Regions from separate parts of the Mus musculus genome. Here all the other regions are linked to region 3. A link is a contact called in public promoter capture Hi-C data. All regions are on one chromosome and are shown on one strand. The core of a region is the stretch at or near the end of the contact, and the rest is flanking DNA. Distances in the headings are between cores, read along the strand shown.

Region 1 (3,703 bases), core at 307-2,806, 830 kb after region 3:
TTTTGTTGTAAGTAAGTTTTTAAGAATAATCTCATTCAGCAAGTCGCAAATCAGTTCTTTACCAAGCACCTAATAAAAGACTGCTCGAAAAAGAAAGGTTTCTGGGCTCTGGGTGCACATTAGGGCAGGACAGAAGAGCCCCAGGTTAAGAAATCTGCCTCGCCCTAGAGAAGGATGGAGAGAGAGATTGAGTACAGGCACAAGGACTGGAAGTGGTGTCTGGGGAAGCTGAAAGACGTGACATTTGAGTTTTGAATTAAACATAGGAAAACCTGTGGGTGTGGTAAGAGCAACCCCCGGGATGTCGTGCGTGCGGAGAGAGGTTGGCAATCTGGAAAGCAGGAAGCAGGCTGTGTAGCTGTGATCCACAGTGGGGGGCGAAGAACGGGACTAGATCAAGTGTGAGAAGCGGGCAGTGAACGGATGATCTACTGCCTGCTCTCAGTAAGCCCCCTCCAGGAGGCACTGGGTGGAATTCATCACACAGGGCTCTGTTGCATCTCTGCTCTCCCCTCTGAAGGTTGTGGCTCCTGCTTGGGCTTATCTTCGAAAAATACAGCTTTCTTAGTCAAGTAAGCTCTGTCAGCTAGGGATGTAGGGAAGAAAATGTGTGCTAATAGTCTGGAGGCTCTGTGCAGAGATTTCCCCTAAGGAAGGGAGATGGACTGTGCAAAGTGAGCTTTGCACATGAAGGGCAGATCACAGCAAGATCCTGGCTGCTTGCAACAAACAGATTGCAGGAGCTTTGAATAAATTACACGCCCTCCCTCTGTTTGCTTAATGTGAATTACTATTGCTTACTAGCAACAAGTTGATTAGAAAACTATAAAAAAAAATGGTACCCTCAGACAGTCTAGTGACACCTTACACAGTTGCAGCGGCTCCCAGACCTCTCCTCCGTCCATCACAGGCCAATGGAAGTGCATTAGCATCTGCCACATCGTCAGACGTACTCAGGAATAGGTGTTTGGCCCTTGATCTGGTTGGTCGTAGATACCTAGGGGTAGATCTCTGGTGTGACTGTTACATTAGCAGAAATAGGATTTAGAGAAAAGTCACAGTTAGACTGTGTAATTTTTTGCCGTGGCATTATTTTCCTTTTGCAAACATGTAAGGCACTGTCTGAAATTCATGAAGCGAATGGGTTAATTTGCACCTGCAGAGTGATTGTCAAGCCAGCCTGGTGAGAGTTCTCACTGAATCTTGATTTGGAAACTCCAGCTGGGAAGGTGGGCCAGGGGACTCAGCAGGATCAAGTTCTATGCTGGGGAGAGAACCGGGGGAATTGGTGCTTAGCATCAACGAAGAAAGCCCTGCCTGGTGCCGGAGCACTTGAGATGGCTTGGCCCAAGCAGCTTAGGTATTATTCGATTTGGACTTAACAGCCCTGAGATGAAATGGCCTTTCATTCGACGTTGTTAAACAGGGACAAGCTGGGCCTTGCTTCACTTTTGAGTTTGCCAAGTAAATGGATTGCCGACCGCAGAGCAGTACAAGACATTTCTTCTGCACCCGTCTCCCAGTGGCAGCTTTTCAGCTGAGAGCAATACTGTCTTCACTCCCGAGTATACAGAAAGGAAAAGAAAAGGCGGGGGGCGGGGGGGGGGGGGGGGGGGGAATAGGCAACATATCTTTATGTAATGCTTCTAGCGCCCTCTCGTGGCTAGTTCTAAGAATGCAAGTCTGGAATGCTTTCTTGCAGAAGAATCTTGTCTACCCAGAACTGACAAAGGAGGAAGCTGGTATTTTAAACAAAAAAATGCAAAGTACCCATTTACGTCCATTTTACCAGCACACGATGTGTGGAACCGTTACTGAGTTCCTTCCTACCTCCTACACTTCATGAATCTTGGAAAATCTGCTTCTGTTTATGACTGATTTAAAATAAATTGGCATTAAGGAAACAGTAATAAAAATTTGAAAATTTCAATTTTTGACAATGAAAAATATTTTGAACAAAATTTTAATATGCACTATATGTAAATACAAAGTTCATGTGATTTCCAAGTATTTTTTCCTAATTAGAAGTTTGTCCGTTTTTTGCATCTTTTCCCAGAGGGAATATTCTCTTGTATTACTTAGCTGTGTGCACTGTTTAACCTATAGAACACTTAAAAGTTCTTACTGCATTTTATTATTTATTGTGTGTGCACATGTATGTACCTATGTGGCTGTGAATTCTGGGTGCACTTAGATCTGGTCCTTCCACTCTGTGGGTCTTGAGGATTGAACTCAAATCCTCAGGGTTGGCTGCAGTTGCCTTTAACCTCTGAGCCATCTTGTCAGTCTTTTAATGCACAATTTCTTAATAGCAAAATTAACCAGCACTTTCATGAGTGCAGCATTTGAGGAAGAGCATCTTCAGTTTCGTTTAGAAATGTGGGTGTTAACGGTCAAAACAGATGAGACTCATAATTAGAGACACTTGTGTTATAATCTAAGCCTGAAGACACAAAAGGTAGACTGCATCATCTATTGGGCAAACAGGTTAGTTCAATCTTGAAGTACAAAATAGCTAATAGACAGAAAGGCATTGGAAATTAAGTTTTTGAAATAAAGTAAATCACCAATTTTCTACTTTCTTCTGAATTAATGGCGTAATTCAGTGATATTGGTCAGTGGGAGCTCTCTCTGTCTCTGTCTCTCTCTCTGTGTCTGTGTCTCCGTGTGTGTGTGTGTGTGTGTGTGTGTGTCTGCATGTACAAGTGTGTGTAAATAAAAACTGTGTTACATAGACCATGGTGTTTCTCTAGTAGACAAGCTTCTAAATGATGGTGTAAAGACACACTGTGTCTCAGCAGATCATCCGTTAGACGGGATCCTTGGTCTGCTTGGTGCTGTCTTCTGTGTGAGGAGAACTCTCACCACTCAGCAGAAGTCTGAGTGGTGATGACTTGTAATAGAAACGGTTCTTCGAGAGATGAGAGGATTCATGAGGTGGCTGGACCAGGCTCCCCATCACTGGACCTGAACTACCGCTTGAACTAAACATACTTTTTTCAGACCAACAAGGCAGACTTTATAGATAAACTTCCACAGAACTGCATAAAGAATAAGAACTGTTGGGCTACTAACATGAATTAATGTCTTTATAGAGAAATACATTAATTTTGGTTTGATCGGTATTGTTTGTTTTGACTTAAAGTCTGAGGCTATAGCCACTCCTCCGTCTGCTATTGAGAGTCCTCAGGGTCTGACTAACAGATCATCATAACACACTTTTATGCATGTTTCTTTACCCTTATGGTAGTCCATGCTCTTCAAGGGCTGGGGAGAAGGAAGGGGGAGTTATATTATAGGTTTAAAGTTCCAGTCTTGTGAAAGTGAAGACCTTCAGAACAGCAGAGTAAGTGTGCTTAGCTGCTGAAACTGCTGGGATGGGGAATTGATTATATGTTGCACAGACTTTGCCACAGTACAGACATGGATGGAAATAAGTGAAAGTTTTATGAAGAAATTACGGGTAAAAGGAGAAGAATCAGAAGAAGAAAGGCTGGCAAGATGGCTCCGTGCTGAAGGCCCTTGCTGTCAAGCCTGAGTTCCATCCTCAGGACCCACATGAATTTCACCGTGACATTTCTGGTTTTATTAGTAATGTTCTACTTGAAAATGGATTCTTCTCTCCTATAGCATATCCCAAATACAATTCCGCCCCCCTCCCACCCCTCCCGACTCCCACCATGTCCTTCTTCCTCCAAAACCT
Region 2 (3,769 bases), core at 1,201-3,700, 760 kb after region 3:
CAGAGATGCCTGGGTCCTCTCATTGTCAAGTTTAGATCTTCTACTATTATTTGTCTTTAAAAAAAAAATTATTAGGTATTTTCATCATTTACATTTCCAATGCTATCCCAAAAGTCCCTCATACCCTCCCCCCACCCCACTCCCCTACCCACCCACTCCCACTTCTTGGCCCTGGCATTACCTGTATTATGTGTTTTGAAGCCACTCTTTTTATCTCAGTCTTCTCCGATTTCATTGGCTCAGTGCTATCACTTCTTACCTTTTCAGAAAGCAAGTGTTCTTTGTTCTCTCTCTCTCTCTCTCTCTCTCTCTCTCTCTGTCCTCTTCCCTCCCTCCCTCCTCCCTCTCTCTCTCTCTTTCTTTCTTTCTGTCTGTCTGTCTGTCTGTCTGTCTGTTTCCTTACTTTCTCTTCATTTCTTATAAAAGTAACTTTTATTTACCTACTAATTGTTTTTTTTCCAGGGTTTGCTACCTCCATCTGTTAACCAGCCCTAGTCCTGAAAGCTTCTAGCTTCCATACAATCTAATCTAGGCCTAGAATATTTTTAGCCTGTGATACTTGCTGCTGAATAAGCTCACCCTTTCTAGTTTTTCTGAATTCTGGTTGGCTGGTGCAACTCAGCTGTTGGGGCTCAAACCCCTCTCCAAGCTGAAAGAGTCAATCTAGCTTCTCTCAGTTTCCCAATTGCTCTGGTTGTTCTCACACTAACTTTGGCAATCCGTTCTAACCTTCTGGCTCCTCGTGCTCTGGCTCATTCTGTCTTCACCTGTATCTAGCTTGTTCCCTCTCTGCAACCTGTCCCTGTAAAACTGTCTTGGTAAAGCTACTTCCTCTCCTTTTTCTCTCTGCCTGAACTGCTTTGTTAAGTAGCTCCCCTTTCCTCTCTCTTCTCCTGAGAGTTGGGCATATCCTATTCTGGCAAATCTTTATCTCATTCATCACTTTGTCTGCCACTCAATTAGACATCACTTTCAAACATAGTTGCTTCCTTCTATAAACTAACTTTACCTTGGTTGTTTGGTATTAAAGGTGTGTACTAAGTCCAGCCAGAGGGACTAAAGGTGTGTGCTAAGCATTGAGCCACACCACAACTAGAAATAGATATTTTTCAGGAAATAACACAATCCTGGGGTTCATAATGTGATCAAATATCCTTCAATAGTCTTTCATCCATCCATCCATCCATCCATCCATCCATCCATCCATCCTTTCTTTCTTTCTCTTTCTTCCTCCTTCTCTTTCTTCCACTGTCATCCTCCTTCTTCCTGGTTGGTTGCTGCCATAGTTTGTGTGACACTACTGCACCCATCGAGTTCTCACACTATGATGGTCATTGATGTGCTTCATGAAGACACTTCTTAGTATGTTTTACCTAGTAATATGTTTTTTAGTCTTTAACAACCAATATTAGCATTGAATTATTTGAAGAGTTTGAGCTTCTTGTTTATACATAGTGTTGGATTTACTGTGAAGCTAGTAGAGATTAATTAGCTCTCATGTCAAACCTTATATTTGTCCATTCTATTTACATTCTTAAAATATACTCCTGAATATGTGGGGAAACCAAACCGTTATTAAGCACTTGTTTAGTTATTGCTGAAGGCTTATAGATCAGGAGATACACAGATACAAAATGTTATCTATCTATAGGTCTATACATCTATCTAAAATAAAATTGGACCTAATAGGAAGACCCAAAATTGTACTGTTTTGGTTTCTTAACTTTTACGGCTCTTTAAGAATTTCACACCATGCATCCCAATCCCACTCATGTCCCCGTCCCTTCCTCCTCACCCTCTATCCTTGCAACCTCCCCACCAACAGAGAAAAAATCTCATTGTTGAAGCTATAATGTGTCACAGTGTGTCCCACAGTATATGGTTGTTCAAACTACTTTGCTTGAAAATATTCATTGTAATGACTTCTTGGTCTGGTACAAGGTCTCTGACTTCTCCTACTCTCTTGATCCTGGAACCTCACTGAGACTCCTCTCAGACATCCTGTTGTTACCCTTTATCATGAAGATCCTGTAGCTTTGCATCTGTAGGATCAGCCCCTTTATGCATTCTAGCAATTCATAGATGTTGGGTTGGCCAGTTCAAAGCCCTGGATCTGGCTGTGAGAGGTCTGAGCTGGTCAGAATGTCAGAAAGGTCAGAATGTCAGAATGCTGGCTCCCTTGCTCTACAGCCCTCAGGGCTAGCTCACCAGCAATCCCTGCAATCAGGGCCAACTCTATCCTGCTGTCCAGGTGAAGTGCAGCACTTGTTCTCCCTATTGTTGCAGCTGGTGAGGAACATGGCCAGTTCTTCCATTCTCATGACCCTAGAGCCAGCTTTCTTGCTTGCCATAGATGTCAAGGGACAAGTGGGGGGGGGGTAGATAAAGGCATCTCTCCCTTGTTCAAATCACTTCCCAGCAGACAAAAGGCAGGGCTGGCCTACCCATACTCACACCCTCAGCGATGGCTCCGATGGCTCACTTGTGCCCCAGTCCACCAGGCTCAGCTCTACTGTGCTATTCAGGAGAGGTTCAAGGCCTGCTCCCTGGAGTGTTGCAGCTGGCGAGGAGCAGGGAGCAGCTCTCCTGTCATCATGACCACAGGGCCAGGTCTCCTGCCTTCCACAGGTGCTGATGAAAAGGGTGAGGGGAAAAGAGGGCCAGATCTCCCATGCTTCTCCCCTCAGGAGTAACATGTGAGAGCTTGCTCTCCAAGTACTACAGCTGGCTAGTGGGGGAGTCAGCTTCTCCAGCTCTCATGCCTGCAGGCCCAGTTCTCTCACGATGCCCAGGTGAGAGGTAGGGTAAGTTCTCCACAGCCCTTTGGTGGTAAAAGACTCCTGCTGCTGCAGGGCCATGGATCCAGACCTGGACCCTGATGGCAGCTTAGGCCAAGACCCCACCATGGTCCCAGGTGGCATCACCAGCTACTCACATCAGGCAGTTCCTCACTACCCACGGGTCTCAACTTCTGCCTCTCTTCATAGTGCACATATTCTATGTCCTGCTTGTACATTATGTCCCTAGGAAGGGTCATCTCAGCCATGATCTGCCCCTCCCATTGAGCCTGCATGTCACCCAACTGGTGGTCATCTCAGGCCACCTCCCTGTCTGAGCCCCCTGGAACCAGACTGGTCATCAGCTCCAGCTTGGTGTTTTGTTTTGTTTTGTTTTGTTTTGTTTTGTTTTGTTTTGTTTTTCAGGGACTATTAGGCTACTAATCATTCAGGTGTTCGTAGGTCAGAACATTGAGGGGACAGAGCCCCTCTCCTTTCTGCCACCTACAGACTCATATGTGGCACTGAGCGGTTTTGTTTTCTTAAATGCACATTTAATTACATGCACAGTAATTAAATGAACAGATTTTAATTATGCCACTTGGTATTTGGGAGGTTCACTCTTGCTTTATGTGATAAGAGCTTATTCCTTGTAAGTGGTAAATAGTACTGTTTTTTTTTCCCATTTTTTATTAGGTATTTAGCTCATTTACATTTCCAATGCTATACCAAAAGTCCCCCATACCCACGCACCCCCACTCCCCTACCCACCCACTCCCCCTTTTTGGCCCTGGCGTTCCCCTGTACTGGGGCATATAAAGTTTGCGTGTCCAATGGGCCTCTCTTTCCAGTGATGGCCGACTAGGCCATCTTTTGATACATATGCAGCTAGAGTCAAGAGCTCCGGGGTACTGGTTAGTTCATAATGTTGTTCCACCTATAGGGTTGCAGATCCCTTTAGCTCCTTGGGTACTTTCTCTAGCTCCTCCATT
Region 3 (3,455 bases), core at 897-3,396:
CAAGGACCTTAAAGTGTTTAGATAAATACGAAAATAACCAGTTTATCTTAGCAACCCTAAATGTCAAGCATGCCCTATTTAACATGTGGGAAATCAAATACTGAAATACATCCATCATGCTCTCCCTAAGCCCAGGGAAGGGGTAACTTACTGTCTTACACTCAGAAGGAGAGCAACAGCTAACAATCCAATGACAAAGGAGAGTTTCAGCTGTATATCTTGACTAGCCAACCTCTGTGGCTAATTTCTGGTTAATTTTGTCTCATGTGGGAAGGGCACACTCTGCAAACCGAGAGTCTCAGCACGCTCCCAGAGGAGTAGGCTCTCTGACTCAACCACTAATTGCATGTTCAGGACACACTTATTCTTCAGTATAAACTCAAGGAAAGATTAATTTTATGATAACTTACTTCCTTTTCTTACTTATTTCCATCATGCCCCCCAAATATACTGTTGCATCCATTACTTATTAGAATTGAGGGAATAGGAGATTAATTCCAAAAAGAAAGCTATGAGCTGAAAAGCTTCTATGGCCAAACTAGCATCTCCTCTCTCTCACCAGCCTCTCAGGCTCTGTATTCGGTTTCCTGGGACTTACACAGGGAGGAGTTAGTTCACTGAAGCTGAGGATCACAGCCCAAAGCGTGGAGTGGATATGTATGCAGGTCTCCAGGTTTACTGAAGTCTCTCCGTTAGGTGAGCTCTGAGAATGTTATCACCTTGGAAACGCAACATCCTGCTTCCCAATGTACCAACAACAACAACAGCAAAAAAAAAAAAAAATCAAGTCCCACAAGAAAACAAGATTGGGAGCCTGTGTGGTGGCTCAGCATGTAAAAAGTACTTGTCACCAAGGTGCTTGTCACCAAGCCTGAGGACCTGGATTCAGTTCCTGGAATCCATGGGGATTAAGGAGAGAACCAACAAAGAGAACACGTTGCTCTCTGACCACACATGCTACTTTGAGTATGTACACACACACACACATTTTTAAAAATCTTTAAGAATATCAGGTTTGGTTACTCCCAAATCTAAGTCATAATTCAGCATGGTCAATGACAGCATCTTCAACTTGGCAGACCACAGACTGGTATACTTTGAGAAACAATTAAAAATCCCATTCTGCCCCCAAAATGAAATGACTTCACTTATCAAACTGGCCAGGATGTTACTAATGTACACTGTCACCATCTGGGTGGACAAAGAAGTGCCAGGTATCAAAGGACACTTGTGGAAATCTAATTGTAGGGGGAGGGTATAAAAGCTATAATCATAGAAGGCATTTTGAACCTTAAAATGAAACCGTTTGTTTTGATTCAAATGGCTGTGTTGTGTGTGTGTGTGTGTGTGTGTGTGTGAGAGAGAGAGAGAGAGAGAGAGAGAGAGAGAGAGAGACAGAGAGACAGAGAAGACAGAGACAGAGACAGATTTTCCAGTTCTGTCCCTTCCAAGATTAAACTTGTGTAACATGTAGTGTTAATGCATTGTTTGATGAAAGAGCCTGCGAATGAGACCAGATGTTTTTGCTTATTCTACCTGATAAATTCAGCAGACAACACTAATCAACTGATCCCCACGCCACCCTGGTCAGCTCTGTCTCAAGAAATTCAACCACCTTTTCTAGGGATGCCTACAGTGCGGTGCGAGTACTGTTCCAGGCTTCTGGGATGTCATTCCGCCCTAGCCAGGTTACAAACCTAGTGATCAGTCAGTCTGCCTTCTCTAGAAGCCAAACGCTAAAGTTCAACTCTGGAGCCACCGTGCTCGCTCTACAGGAGCGAACCCTGAACGCGCAGTGCCTCGCCAGGGTCCCTCCACCTGTCCGCGGTGCGCGGGACCCGGTGCCCACTCACTTTGCCGCTGTCGCTCACGCCGAGGAGGTGATCGCGAAGCACCTCCATGGGGCAGGTCCAGGTGGAGTGGACGAAAGTCCCTCGGAAGACGAGCGCCAGCGGCGGCGTCCGAGCCGCACACATGGCTGCAGCAGGGCAGCGCGAGTTCACTGGCCAAGGAGGGCGCACCGGGCGGGCGCAGAGCGGTTCCTGCGGCTGCGGAGCGGGAGCTGCTGGCTCTTGGGGCTCGTTCTGCCCCCGCTTCCCCAGGCGATCGCCTGCCCCCTGCAGGCCGCGCCCAGGGGCTGGCTCCCTGCCTCCTGGATGCCAATAGGATTTTTCTCCTCTGAGTTGGCTCCAGCTCCCTTGGGGTGTGGCTTTCCTCCCCACCCCTGCGTTGGTTTTGGATGTGTTAACTCCTTGAGTTATCGAAATCAAGCCACTCTGACTTGCTTTCGTTGTGCACCTACACTGTCTTCTCTGAGCCTTCTATACTCCTAGGACCGTTCATCCCCTCAACTTGAGCACCAGAATTCTGAACTTGCATAAACGTGGTGACAGGTGAAAGGTCACTTTGAGCTGTACACCTTGTGGCCAGTTTCCTTTCCTGAGATTGAAGGATGCATACTATGTGTTCATTGTTTGCTGGGGTTCTGGAAGCTTGACTTATGTGGAACTTTACAGGGATCTCCAGCACCAAGGGTTAATCTAGATCTCAAAGTCCCTCTCTTCCACCGAGGTCAATATTTTAGTCCTTTTGCCCATCCACATACAATACCACGACTAACTTGTCTTGTGTCTGAGGAAACTAATTTTATTTATTCAGTTGTAAAAGAGGAGAAAATGAAGTTCCCAGCAGCTGAAGTACAAGGGTAGAAATCTAAAGACCACCTGCAAGCTACCAAACAGTCTGAGGTCTTCCATTCCTTTCATGAAATCAGAACCTGGGCCAAGTCACTACAAAACCTGTCCAGGTTCCCTCCCCCCACAACAGCCTCCAGCTCCTCGAGTTAGGTCCTGCAGGCAGGACTTTCTGGTTACCTTCAAAGTGTGGATCCCAGGTTTCCTCTGCTGCTCCCCACAGCAATGGGCTTGCTCTGAATCTAAATGGGGCAGCCTCTCTTCATTGCTTTGCCTTAAGTTGTAACTCCATGCAGTAACTGCCCCTGCCCAAGAGCTAACTTCCCCCTATCCAGAAGTTCCCGTCCCAGGAATCCATCCTTTTCCTTCACTGGTCATATCCATCCTTAAGAGTGTCATTTTCTCCCATATGTTTATTACCATTTCTTTTTAATGTTAATATTTTATTCCTTTGATCATTTTTTACAATGTATTTTGATCATATTTACTCACTACCCCCACTCTTCCTACTAAATTCCCTCCAGATTGTGTCTTCTATATGCAGGAAAACTGCACCATGTGATCTCAATAACATAGTAGCCTACACGAGGCTACACCTGAGCACTAACATTAGCTGACAATCAAGCTTGGTATCGGGAAATCCCACAAGACCTCTCCAGATGAAGTGCTACAGGCAATTAATGAGGGCTGAGAAGGCGAGTCAGTCTTTGTCAGGGATGAGCCCTGTAATTAGATATCTAGTACCGAATGGTCACATCTATA

The links. Promoter capture Hi-C pulls out the DNA fragments that hold promoters and counts their contacts.
Region 1: a contact with region 3 is called in a promoter capture Hi-C map of hippocampal neurons, with 4 times the contacts expected there. A contact is called at or near these places in 14 of 39 promoter capture datasets (the 3T3-L1 cell line, 3T3-L1-derived adipocytes, the HPC-7 cell line and 9 more), 1 of 484 Hi-C or Micro-C datasets (cerebral cortex), 2 of 130 datasets of targeted methods (the NIH/3T3 cell line and craniofacial prominence) and 4 of 9 other capture datasets (adipose tissue, embryonic stem cells, liver and 1 more).
Region 2: a promoter capture Hi-C map of embryonic stem cells shows a contact between it and region 3, with 8 times the contacts expected there. A contact is called at or near these places in 6 of 39 promoter capture datasets (the 3T3-L1 cell line, the HPC-7 cell line, embryonic stem cells and 2 more).

Annotation. Positions count from the first base shown.
Region 1 is chr19:22,302,840-22,306,542 of GRCm38.p6, forward strand. It overlaps a transcript of Trpm3 not described here. Among named protein-coding and RNA genes, the nearest start is that of Trpm3, 140 kb to the right of the region's middle.
Region 2 is chr19:22,232,316-22,236,084 of GRCm38.p6, forward strand. It overlaps a transcript of Trpm3 not described here and the pseudogene Gm22506. Among named protein-coding and RNA genes, the nearest start is that of Trpm3, 210 kb to the right of the region's middle.
Region 3 is chr19:21,470,515-21,473,969 of GRCm38.p6, forward strand. Gda (guanine deaminase) reads right to left here and starts at 2,147. Exons shown (of 14, transcript NM_010266.2): 1 at 1,854-2,147. The coding sequence starts at 1,976.